Linked DNA regions of Triticum aestivum: region 1 is linked to region 2. The links are chromatin contacts, called in public Hi-C maps. All regions are on one chromosome and are shown on one strand. Each heading gives the region's core, a stretch centred on a gene start, on an enhancer-like site or on the middle of the called end of the contact. The rest is flanking DNA. Distances are from core to core; before and after follow the strand shown.

Region 1 (6,968 bases), core at 1,181-3,680, 160 kb after region 2:
AAGATAGGTGCACAGGTCAGATGCCCTGTTCCTGCACAAACCTGTTCAAAGCAAACTAACTAAGCACTAAACTATCGTGGTTGACTTTATAGACGCATTCAGCGGTCAATAATTAACAGAAATACAGAACATTATTTCTCATGTAATGCCCAAAGTGGTTTAAGCTTTTTGGATTGGCTAATTGTTCGGTGGACTGGCGAATAAAATAGCAATTCTGAAGACACCAGTTTTAATATGTTAAGTTATGAACCACGTACAATATTGAATCAAAAGTGCAAACGAGACAGGTACTATACCGCATTTGAAGGGGATGGCCAACAGTGGATAGCCGCTCCAGCATGAATGGCATCAATTGAACATGAAGCAAAAGGGAGCCTCGAAATATCAGCCCTTACAAGTGCGAGGTTCCTGAAGAACCAGAAGAAGAAAACAGTAAGTATTTGGTGTACTGTACTTAGAACAAAAGGAACATTCTGAGGTAGTAACAGATTGAAGCAAGGGAGCAGATTATCACATATCGTTCAATTACATGCTGAACACATAGATTGTAGTCTTTTATGTTATTAAACTAAAATAAAGCACCAGTTTCCACACAAAAATTTGTGATGGCCCAAGTTGTCTACTTGACGGTTTGTTAGAGTTGGATGCTGTAAGACATATTTTCAAGCCTCACAGGAAACGCTCAAAATAAGCACTAAGAAAAGCTCACGTGTTCATAGGGGTTTCTTCTTGTCTGATGTAGTCATAGCATTGGCGGAGCATATTCTCAGAAAAGTCCAAAGCAATCACAGCTGAGTATGCCCCAGAGCTTGCAAACTTCCTTGAAAACAATCCACTGCCACAGCTGACATCAACGAGTATACCACCAGCGACTGGTTTGAAATAATCTTGAGCCATTTGGAACTGATAAATCCAACGGTACATCAGAATTATACGCATATTAATATGGATATTTTCTTGGCATGAAAACTGGAGACAGCATTTTGTTGCAGCACCAAATACTTGGCATTGACAGATGTACGACTTAACATAAATAGTTTCTCACTGAGCAGTAACAGCTTAAGGCTATGGAATTGAAGAATGAGGCAGCCAAGAAATGTACCTCTTCATCGCGGCCAGGGAAGCCACTGCGATTGAAGTTCTGACGCCACCCCCTCTCGTAAAGAAAGGAGACGAGCGGGCTCCTGAACAGTTCGGTTCTAGCGGGCTTGAGTTCACTGTATTCTTTCATTCCTGAGGTAACAGTGAGATCCAAGAAGACATCTTTGCTGGTGAATGACTTGTTGCATTTTGAACACTTGAATCCGGACCTATAAATCGCCGGCCTGGGACACACGTAGACGCCAAAACAACATAAATCCTAATCCACAACCAAATATGCACGAGAGATGAAGATAATTCATGGACTTTAGACGTACAGGTTCATGCCTGGCGGCCCTTTCCTTATCAGCGGTTCATAGCAAACAGGGCATGCGAACACCTCGGTTTTTGGGGTGTCATTCAGCTCGGTTTTGATCTCCTGAAACTGTTCGCATAGTAAGTGTCAGTTTCACACGGTATGATTAAAGTCCTATCTTGGCATAACATCAAACACCTTGTATGCAAAACATTCACCTTGGCTTATCCTTAACGTGACTGTACACTATGCTATTAGACAGGCTGCTTATTTCTGAACCATACACGACCACTGTTAGCAAGATTAGCTCTCTAGTACTTACTAAATAGTACAAGCTAGATTGCAGATACCAGGCATCATATACATATAAGGCAACAGGAATCCAGATATCAGCAGGTATATAACCATTTAGTTGAGTCTTTCTCTCTCGTTGCCACGTGAGGTTCAGTCTTTCCCTATCGTTGCCAAATACCAGCAGTGCACGCCATGACTCACATCATCTCACCTCCCAAACTGAAAAGCTTTGCTAAACGTAGGACTATCTCGACACAATTGATTACTCTTGGAGCAAATACAAAGCTTGGTTCCTGCGAAAGCCCGGCCTAGGCATAACACCAAACATTTGGTGTGCGACAATCGTTCCCACGTTTTTTTAGCGCGCCCACAGTCACACACAACGCGTTCCCTTGGCTTCCCTGAGATGAGAATCAATCAGCTAGTGGTGTAGGTAGGTACGTACCGGGTCGAGGGCGATGGCCGCCGCGGCGACGGCCACGTGGCGAGCCGGCAGCGGCAGGGCTGGGTTGCGGCCAAGGCGGCAGGGGAAGCGCGGGGGATGGAGCGACGGGGAGGAGGAGCAGGAAGCCGCCGCGGCTCTCACCGCGAGCTCCATGGGCGACGCAGAGCAATTGCAGTCGCGCTGGCTGCAGCCTGGAGACGCGCCGGGAAGGGAAGGGAAGGGAAGGAAAGAAATGCTGCTTGGCAGAGGAGCAGGGGTGTGGTGGTGGTGGTGGGCTCTGGCGTGGCGCCAGCTGCGTCCGTTCGCGCCTTCGGCCGTTGCATCACGATATTGCAGAGGGGCAGCACTCTTGCGCCCGGTCGACCGGCCGGATTCTAGATCGGTCACCTCCCGAGCCCTCGGATTTGCGCAACTAGAGTCGTTGGATCAAGTCAACCCCTTCACACGCACGACTCGTGCTCTCTGCTGCACGCGCACTCCACACTGGGAAAAGAAAAGGGGGACACCGCCCCGCATCGCAACCGAGCGTTGGTCTTCTACCTCAGCAACGCCGGCTGCACCGGGAGCCGGCACAGAGAACCCGCTCGCTGCTCGCATCACCACTAGATCCTTCTCGCAGAACTCGTCGTCGCCCCTCGTAGCACCGGGCGTCCCCGCTTCCGGCGATCGAGCGCGAGGTCGTTGCCATTGCAGTGCAGCCCACCGCAGCATTCCCTCTCCGACGGTCGTAGCATCTGTCGTGGCCGGTCCCAACATCCTCGATCGACACCCCTAGGTGGTCGCCGGGACGATGAGGGTGTACTCATTCGACTGCACTTGACGTAGCTGTCAACAAGCGGGTAGCTTCAGACTTCATGGGAGTATCAGAAGTACAACTCAGCAAAAAAAAAAAACGTTCCCTAGTAGCCGCCAAATTGCAAAACCGGGAATTTCTTTCCAGTTTGCACTGCCCCCCTCCACCCATCCTTCCAACCGCGCAGCGGACGCTACCAAACAAACTTTCAAAGAGAAAAGGGGGAGGAGAGCCACATTTCGTTCACAGTTCATCTAGCACAAGACAAACCCATTGTTCAAATGCTTCTTCTTCTTCTTGTACATGTACTTCGGTTACAATGGCGAACAACCGGGACATTGACTTGTAAACTGAAAAAATAAATCCTATACGCACGTATGCTAGCTGCTACAGCTGTAGTATGGTACCTCCTGAATGGCTTACAAAATCAGAGAGACAAAACCTACAGAAGTAAAAAACGACGGTTGCTACTATGATTCAGTTCAGGCGATGGTGACCGTGGTGAGACGCTGGGCCGCTGGCACCGGCGAGGGCGGCAGGCGCGAGTTGAAGTTCCGGTACAGAAAGGCGGCGTCCTCGGTGTCACGCTCGCCGTCGTCCAAGTTGAGCGCGTAGCTGAGCGGGTCGTACCTGAACTCCCCCGTGGCCGCCACGCGTCGCCTCCACCTGGCCGGCCCTGACGCTGCCGGTGTGTGGCCTCTCCGCGCCGCTGCCCGGCAACGACGGTGAGCCAAAGCAGCCGCACACAGTGGTCCTAAGCTTGTGGCGCAACGAGGGCGGCGAGTACGGGGACGACGACGACTCCACCGCGTCCATGATGTGCTTGGTCGAGTTCTGAGGTGTGTGAACTGACTGACTGAGAGTGTGCTCTGCTGCTGGGCTGGGTGTGGTGTGGGTGTGGGTGGAGAAGGCAGGCCGGGGTAGGCGGGCTAAATAGGTAGGGATGGCGGGAAAAGACGGATAAGGAGTGACAGGGGCCGGCGACAGAGCGAAGGGCGTATAAGAGACGCGCACACGACGCGACGGCGGGGAAGCAAAGCAAGCAGCCAGTATCGCCGTAGCGCACGCGGACGTACCGCCTTCTCATCAGACAGAACATGGTAGAAGAAGACACACGGCCGAAAGGAATGGAGTGGAGAAAAGGAACTCCATGTTTTCTTTTTCTTTTTTGACGAAATACAGCCAGATGCTGTTTTTCATTCATTAAGAGGAATAATCCATCCGGGAAATACATGAGAGCAAGGTGTACCAGAGTTGTTGGCACCCTCAACCAGGAACTTTACATATGTAGAAAAGAGAACTCCATGTTTTCTGTATGGGAGAAATGCGTGCAGAAGGAACCGACGGAGTGAACGCCGGCCGAATCGGATGCTACGACGGCTCACCACGGCCAAGGCGAAAAAGGTCTCGTGTCTGTACGGCCCGCGGCGACCAACGGACGGGCAAGATCGTTCGGTGGAGGCGACGATCCACGGCAGGCCTCTTTCCGTTAACGTGATGGCGTCCGCGACTCCTGTTCAAGTGAGCGCTTGGTCAAAACGTGCAGCTCGACGGAGTAGACCAAGTTTGGTGTGGCTTGGCATTGGCGCAAAACTGCTTCCTTGTTGCTCCATGCGTTGCACATCTCCTATTCCTAGCGGGTTGGTTTCAGCTCATGTGGAGTGGTGGCGTCATGCCAGTAATTGATTAGTTTACGTACGTAGAGTGATCTTATCTGATCTGATCTGATAAGCCCAGGAAAAAGGAGTCGATATATTAAGCTCAGCTGGAGCGTTAGTGCTACTATGCCCAGTTGCCCGCGATCAATCTATCCATTCGTCACACTCACACCATCAACAAAGCGCATGTACCTCCGTTAAGCTAAATCCAGCGCGAGTATCAGTGCTACGCCTTTTGTCCATGATCAATTTATTAGTTAGTACTATTAAGCTCAGCTTGAGGGCTGTGATAAGGATCGATTCGTCTGACTCTGACAATGTACGCTTCCGTTTACGAGGCCGATCTCTCTGCGCACGTCGATCGCCTAGCTGTCAGATATGTGTTTAATCAGACGGTTTAGGAGCAACCTCTAGGTTTGCAACTGGGCCACTATTCCAATTTTTCCAATCCAACAACTGGTATGTTGCAAACTGGCGAAGCACGTTCTGGCAGAGATGACCGAGAGACACGCGTCGGCACCGCCGCCGGCCAGCAATCTCTCTGCCTTCCCGCAAAAAAAAAAGAAAAAAAAAAGCAATCTCTCTGCCACCATGCCTCCCCCGGTCTGCGAGCTCACGTAATTTTGTTGCAGCCGCAACAGAGTTTGTGTTCCATAACGAAAATAAAGGGAAATAAAGGCCTTAATTTGGACTGAGCACAACACTTGGCTTGTTGCAGATTACCGTGCTTGCGTGAAGGGACATTGGACGGTTCTTCTATCTACATCCAAATGCCGGGAAGGCGGTCTATCTATTTACATCATCACTCGGCCGACGCGTAGCGCGGCCCATAAATAAACAAACGGTCCATGGCAATACCACACGCGAATGGAGTGGTATCCACCCACCCATTGACCTATCATATGCTAAATCTTTCTTTAATTGATGTACTTAAGCACTGATCACTCATCGGTTTTGGCACAAGCTCTGTAGTCAGAGCTTGTTGTGATGGCCTGTTGGTCTTTATGGTGGGGGAGGAGGCGCATTAGTCATAATATTCAGGTGCAAACCCTTGAAATTCTGCAGTGGCAATTCACGTGTTGTGCTCAAATTTCAGGTCTGCTCCGGTTCCTAATGCAAGAGTGACAATGGAGATTTGGACTCCACCAAAAGGTGATTGCGTTAAGATAAACATTGGTGCTTCATTCGATCCACATTATTTGAGGAGAACTACTGACGCCGTCATTCGAGAAAAAATAATGAAAGTTTATCGCCACAAGTAATGTACAGTTGGATTTGGTTCAAGATGTTCTTTCGGCTGAGGCTTCGGCTCTCAAGAATGGATTGCTCTTAGCAGAATCCATGGGTTGTAATAGAGCTGTTGTGAGCTCTGACAATATAGAATTAATAGAAGTTATGAAGAATGAGAGACCACCTATGGATATTGCTGCAGCAATCTTTCATGATTGTTTTTCCATGGAGCATGAATTTGTTAAGGTTAAGCATGAGCATGCCATTAGGGGAAACAAATTATGTAGCTCATGAACTAGCCCAGTTGGCTAAGTTTCAAGTATGTAGGGTCTGGCTTGATGATCCTTCCCCCCACTATTGTACCTCTCATGGTGAATTATCTAACATTATTATCTAATGAATAAAGAGGTTATTTTGAGGTAAAAACAATCCTGCTTTAATTCCTCCACCTTGGGAGTACTATCTAGCTAAACTAATCACATTGGTTAACCTGCACGTTCTCGGTGCCCCACGTCAAGTCGTCAGCACCATGTCCATGTGTATAACAATGCTACACAGGAAATACAGAACAGAGATAAGGCCGGCTAACCATGCACCAGCGACCCCTGTCACAACTCACAACCCTCTAACTGTCATTTCTTTTCTTTCTTTTTTGATAAAAGGAGCATCGCTCTCAAATCCATTTCTGAAACAAACAAACCGAATCTATGATCCTGGGTAAGGATGGCAATTTTATCCACGGACATGGATACCCGCGGATACCCGACCCGAATGGGTAGGGTTTGGGTACATTTGTACGTCCATGGGTAGCATCCGAACCCGACCCGATTATTCATGGGTAGGGCATGGATATAATTATGTATCCGTGGATATACCCGAACCCGACCCGATAGTATGACATGGGGCAAAATTCAATGATCCACAATATCCCACCTTCTAATTTTTTTTTATAGAAATGATAAATGAATTGCATAATCCCTCCCAACCGTAATTTACCCCAGCGCCGCTTCACATTCTTTTTCTTAACTGGCTCATTCCTGTATCTCCTCGTTAAACAACCCGCCGTCGTTAAGCAGCGCCCCCCGTCTCCTCGACTTGCTCCTCCCGTAGCCATAGGAATAGCCGTCGGCGCCGCCAGCCCTCACCACTACT
Region 2 (6,510 bases), core at 391-2,890:
CGGTCAACTCGGCGTGCGGCAGCTGAGGCGCCCGTGGCAGCAAGACCCGCGGGGGCACCGCAACATGACGAAGCCAGCGGGCGGCTCAGCGTAAGACTCATGCGAGGCCATGGCGGCTCAACAGCAGCGGTCGAGGAGGCCGTCCGCAAAACGGCTCCGCGGCAGAGGCTGCGGCAAGAGGAGCCACGGCGGGGACCGATGGCTCAGGACATGCACGAGGGGCGCCGGCAGCCCGAGGTATGGCAGCGGCAGGCCACTCGAAGGCCGGGGCAAAAACAGGCCACAACAGCAGCTTGCATGCAGAGGCCGCTCGACGGCCGGGCAGCTCGCAGCAGTGGAGGCCACTCGACGCGGGGTGGAGACGGCGCCGCAGCGCAGGAAGATCTTCGACCCGGCGCTGCTATAGGAGAAAACGCAGCTGCACGAGACCAGCAGTAGCAGCCGGCGGAGGCAAGGCAGGCCGGGTCGCGTGTGGCGGCTCACCGCAGAGATGAGAGAGCAGCAGAGGCGCGAAAACGCCGGGCATCACAGGAGCGTGGAGGCGGCACGCAGAGGTGTGAACACCGCCGGAGGCCGGCCGCGGGGCAAGGCCGTGGCTCAGGTAGCGGCGAGGTGGTTCCTTGGTGACACAGAGGAGGCCGGGTCGCTCGAAGCGGACGGCTCAAGACGAAGCGCGGCGCCGGCGACTTGAAGGCAACAGAGTGCAATGACGGCGGCTCGGAAACAGGGGGGGTATGTCGGCGGCGGGTTGAAGCAGCGGTAACCGCGGCTGCTCGGACAAGAGGCGTGGCGGCGCGGTCCAAGGCGAGGCTAAGGCGAGGCCGGCTTGAGGGGTGGCGGCGCAGGCGAGGCCGCGAGGACCGCTCAGAGCGAGGCCGAGCCGTCCTCGCTCGAAACGGCGCGAGGCGAGCCATTGTTCCGAGGCACGGCGATTCCAGCGAGGCCCGAGTCCGTGCCCACGTCCTCCTCCGGGTCGTTGTTTGTTTGATGAATCCAAGTCCATGTCCTCCAGGTCGTGGCCCCCTGCTGACTTATTTGCTGGCTTCACATGCATTGTACTTGGTAGTGCTAGTTGAACTCCAGATCAATTAAACATCGGTCTTTGTGCAAACGGAAAGGTGTAGTAGCACCCGGGGCTCCCGGCACCCCCTTATCTGGCCGTCCAGTGCTGCTGAGATTCGTGTTGGGCCTAAATGGAACCAGACCATTTGCAGCTTTATCAGTCTACTTAATTCTTCTAACAGGTAGCACTAGGCACCTATTTCCACGGTGCTTCCCGACATATGTGGCAGGTAACTGTAGCATTGAATGGCCCGATGCAGCCTCTGCTAGATGTACTAGAACAGCCGCACAGTTAACTACAGAATATACAATACCTTTTTCTCTCTCATAACTCTCTCCTCCACTCTCACGACCTCTCTCTCACACGTGAAAGAGACTCGAATCCTGGAAAAAGAAATTTGCATGCTCACACTGCCCCATTTGTTCTCTCTCCCAAGAAAACAATTATTTTATCTCTCTTTTCTCTCACACGGTCTCTCTCATGACATTTCTTTCAGTCCCTTCAAAGCCTATCTCTCTCCTCCCCGACAGCCTATCTCATCTCAACCAACGAAAAGTGACAGGTGCATGTAGAATGCCTGTAGCCAACAGTTCTCTAGTTGGTAATGTTGTATTGTCAGTTTGTCACATCAGCCGGGTGCCGGGGCACCGGGTACTAAAAATCCACTCTCGCAAACCTTGTGCAAATACTAGTGTTGCCTGGGATTTCACGTGGAGCTTGACGCTGATGCGTAATAGACAGCAGAATTGACCCATGACTTGATGTGTTGATAGTACTAGCAGTTTGTCTCGATCCTCACGTGGATCGCAGCAGAAATCCGTTTCTCGGTGGAAACTTCTGTTTGGACCGATTCTGTGGCGTACAACACACCGCCCCAAGAAAGGAAATCCTCTGAACTCCTATCGGACTCGGCGACTTGCGGCAAAGCAAAAGCAAAAAAACTAATCTTCTGTTGGTTTCGTCGGATCGCCAAAGACGGGTGCGGTGCACTAACCGCAAAACCCTAAATTTCTTTCTATCACAAATCTTCGTACATGTTGTTCCCGCTGTCTGCCAGAGATGACGTAGATTCTTTCGAACTGGCTCTTCTTCATTTAGAAAATTGCGAATTCCTCGATCCTGGGAGAGATCCCTCTAAGAACTCAACACCACCGTGCGTAGGCCCCACGGTGGGCGCCAACTGTCGTGGATTTGTCACGGCAAATGTCCTAGTGTGAGGACTTAGTCGTGAGGCCAACGCATGTATGTGATAGGTTGAGAGGGGTTGATTGGAATCGAGAGACGCAACACAAGACAAGGGTTTAGATAGCTTCGGGCCCCGGGAAACATCATCCGGTAATAACCCTGCATGTTGTTTGTGGCTTACCATGTTTGAGCACATGCCTTCACATGATACCCTCCGGTGGTGCTAAGTGCGGCACCAACACTGTAGGTGCAGAACCTTCCTGCGGGACTGTCGCGTTTATGAGACTGCCGCGTTAAAATTGTGCATTAGGTATTTAACCATCGCACCACCCTCTCATACATATATTTGGGTCATATGCAGGTGGATGTGCTCTTCCTACCCTCCCTCACGCAGTATTTGGAAATTGAGGGCATCGAAAATAAGACCCATGGAAACTAGTTGGGAGAAAACGGGTGAGAAGGAAGTGAAAGAAATAATATCCAAGTAGTAAACACAAATGTAATGAAAATCATTTTAAAACCATTTTTGCATTAAAATATAGACTTGCAAATACTTAAGCCGAGTGCATTCACAGGGCATACGACTTATATGCCATGTAAGCCGAGTGCTCTCACATGGCACATGGCTTATCGGCTGCTCCATGACGGCGCCGTCAACCACCTTCGCCGTAGACACGTGACAGATATCTTTGCTGAGTGAGCGCTATAAGCCGAGAGTTTTCTTTTTATATATGCCGTGTACGTCATTTAAACCGAGGGCTTTTTTGGACCACTCGGCTTACAGGATACCATAAGCCGGATCAGTTTGTTTACCGGGTGTTTTTTCCTTTGCACTCAGCTTAGAGGAACATAAGCCGAGTCCCTAAAAAAATAGCTCACGGTTTATAGACTAACACACGGCAAAATTGGATTTTGATGTACTGCAAACACAAAGATGAAACCGACCGTTCCGATGAAATAGAATCATGACATTCCATTCCACTTTGTTCTGGAACCAAACACATCCTTACACTGCAGATCTTGAGGATAGGATTGCCGGAGGAGTAATATATGGGCGGTGCGATGAGGTTTCTAGCTAGATGCTGGGATGTGTGGGGTTATGATAGAGCAAGAACACCGCCTGCGCGGAGCCCCCCATTCATGACTGCATGGGGCACGTAGTACGTGTCAGACCGCCTGTGGTGGCCGACGCGAGCGTACAACCACCAGATTGGAAACTTCCACCTCAGGCTTTTCTTTTCTGTAGCTCGTAGTAGGATCAGTATGCGTACGTGTTTGCTGCCGAATAAACGCAGGGTGACATACAACTTGCTAACATACTAGCTCGTTTTGACATGGCAGCAGTGCCGCACGTCGTCATCCTCACGAGCTCCGGCTTGGGCCACGTCCTCCCGGCGTCCGAGCTGGCGAAGCGCCTCGCCGTGCACCACGGCTTCACCATCACAATGGTCACTTACGCCAGCTTGTCCTCGCCCGGCCACTCCTCGCCGCTCGCCTCCCTCCCGCCGGGCGTCTCCGTCGCCGCGCTGCCGGAGGTGTCCCTCGACGACCTCCCCGCCGACGCGCACTTGGTGACTCGCATCCTCACCGTCATCACTCGCGCCCTGCCAGCGCTGCGCGACCTACTACGCTCCCTCCTCCACCTCCCGGCGGGGATCACAGCCTTCGTGACCGACATGCTCTGCCCCGCGGCGCTCGCCGTGGGCAAGGAGATGGGTCTTCCTGGGTAGGTCTTCTACACCTCCAGCCTCATGTCTCTGTTATCGTTTCTCTACATCCCGGAGCTCCACAAAGTGCTTTTTACCGGAGCCAATTGCGCACCTACTCACAAATCAGTACCATTAGTCACTTTTTTTGCCATGCAGTGTCAACTCTAAGCCTAAGTGTTGCAAAACAGACTAAGCCACGTATAAACACGTATTGACGATGTATCTGACCAGCGGGGCCCGCATGTCAACAGCCAACTTGGCATATTTTTTTGCTGGCTCGCCGGAGCCTCGTCGCTGGCTCGCCGGAGCCCCGTCGCGCGCCTCTCAGCCGCCGCACGGGTGTTGACTGCATCTCCGCCCGGCCATCGCGTGCGCACACGCCCGCTGCGCCGTCCCCTTTGCTCTCAGCTCCGGCCGCAGGTGGCAGGGGGCAGCCTGATTCCGGCGGCAAGTAGAGCAGAGGAGGCGTGCCACGGCCGGATCCGTTGTCGGAGGTGTGCCACGCAGAGAGGATGGACGGTCTCCGGCAAGGCATGGGAGGGAGCAGTGGGAGGCCCATGGAGGTACGGCGGCCTGAGGGGGAGAAGAAGGAAGTGGGTAATGGCCCGGTGGTTGGTGGCGACGGGGTCGCGCGGATCCGACGCCGGGTAGGTGCGGGAGGACTGCGACCGGGCCCGCCCCTACGCGGAGCTCTGGATGGGCACGCACCCGGCCGCGCCCTCCGCTGTGCTCCCCGGCGGCGAGCTGCTCGGCGCCTGGCTCGCGCGCCACCCCGCCACGCTCGGCCCCGCCGTCGCCGCGCACTGGGCCGGCGACCTGCCGTTCCTCTACGGCACCCGGCGACGCCGACGGTGTGGGTCTCGCCGACCCTCCGCTGCTGCAACTCGAATCCATGGACGAATCCGGGGGCGTGCTGGTCGGCGCCCTCGGCAGCAAGATCCTGGCCCTGTGGCAGCCAACGGCGGACAGGCACTCGACGACCCACGCCGTCGCGTACGGCACGGACACCGACAAGCTGGCCGTCGGCCCCCCGCACCCGGACGCGCTTCTGACCATGCGCTTCGTCGTCGCCGCCGGAGAGCGGCTCTACGCGCTGCACGAGGGAGGCCTGCACTGCTTGGAGTTGGTGTTGGACGAGGCGGAGGAGCACCGGTGGGCGTGGACGAGGGTCTCGTCGCCGCTGCAGCTGCCGGGCGGTGGCGGCGACCCGGAGGAGGACGACGAGCCCATCGAGATCACCTGCACCCCGACGGGCGCAGCATCTTCGTCTCCGCCCACGCAACGCGCCGCGGCGGCTACGCGGGAACCTTCTCCCTCGACACGGCCGTCGGCTCGCTCGGCGGGGACGCTGAGTGGACGCCCCGCGGCGAGTGGCTGCTGCCGTTCCAGGGCCACTACGACGCAAGGGTTGTTTTTGTAGAAGAGCATGCCACGTCAGCCCTGACGCACGGGTCCCAGCGGTCAGATACACCGTCAATACGCGCTTATACGGCTGTCAGACTGTTTTGCAACACTTAGGCTTAGAGTTGGCACTGCATGGCAAAAAAAAAGACTAATGATACTGATTCGTGAGTAGGTGCGCAAGTGTGGTACCAACGTGCAATTAACTCTTTACCGGAGCCGGGAGCTACCGGTGAACCTCTAGCCAATAAGAGTAGGACACCACATCAAGTCTATTATATACGGGAGTTCTATTCCGAAAAATGCCAATGGTGGCCGCGCTGCAGGCAGGCCGGAATCTCGGCCGCTGCATGTGCACAGGGATGCGTGCTGGCGTTGTATATGTCATGTATTTGATTTGTTTTTGGCTCGTATTGAACTCGTCTGGCCCCACACACATGCAAAAGGCAGCTAGGCTCCTGCTCATCTGACATGTACGCACAGCGACCGCAGGCTCAAGACCAGTACACACCCTTGTGCATGAATGCCGTGGAGGATTTTTGGCCAACGGAGCCCATTGGTTGCTCAAGTATGGAGGTGAACCATTTTCGCCCAGGGAAGACACAAGTTTGTTCACCATAGCCACCGTCCACTGATTACTTTTATTCGGTTTCATGCTAATACTACTGTCTGTGGGGATTAGCAAGTGCTACAATGTTTTTTGCTCTAAAAAGCATCACGACTAACTTGGCACTTGGGTTCTATGTGTTCTGCACTATATAGCTTAGCGTCATGTTTAGTGCTAAACTGCTAATGGTTTATACGATAGAACAAACAGATTATTCTCAATTAATCACGCCGGGGCGCCACGTTCATGCCTAATTGTTTATGTTGATGTTTCATTTGCTAAGAAAATGTGTACTGCACCCGCAAAAAAGATGTGTACTGACAATCTGAAATGCTACAGCGTCGTCATTGGCACACCAACTGATTCATGGCAGGCTGCATAACTTAGCTTAATTAAGCCGGTTAGAGGCCAAACAATGATTTAAACCGCGTCAGTGTGGACATAAAGTGAAACAGCGCCAGGGCCGGTGTGAACAGCTTTGCGCAGGCCGGTGCACTTTAAGCCGTGTTGTCATGTCACCTCACCACAGTTTGATCAGCATTGCA

The links. A called contact is a pair of places that touch in the nucleus more often than the background predicts.
Region 1: a contact with region 2 is called in a Hi-C map of leaf, with 2.9 times the contacts expected there. The contact joins the promoter of LOC123168759 here to the enhancer-like site in region 2. A contact is called at or near these places in 2 of 5 Hi-C or Micro-C datasets (leaf and root).

What each region holds. Positions count from the first base shown.
Region 1 is chr7D:516,638,201-516,645,168 of IWGSC CS RefSeq v2.1, forward strand. It overlaps LOC123168759, which reads right to left and starts at 2,431. Exons shown (of 7, transcript XM_044586626.1): 1 at 2,136-2,431; 2 at 1,419-1,525; 3 at 1,103-1,325; 4 at 710-903; 5 at 297-408. The coding sequence starts at 2,288.
Region 2 is chr7D:516,475,636-516,482,145 of IWGSC CS RefSeq v2.1, forward strand. It overlaps the pseudogene LOC123167258. Among protein-coding and RNA genes, the nearest start is that of LOC123167259, 5.1 kb to the right of the region's middle. Within about 2 kb of position 1,641, at least 1 of the 8 cell types and tissues checked has an H3K27ac peak or open chromatin away from gene starts, as enhancers often do. A contact at or near this core is called in leaf, where this site is marked.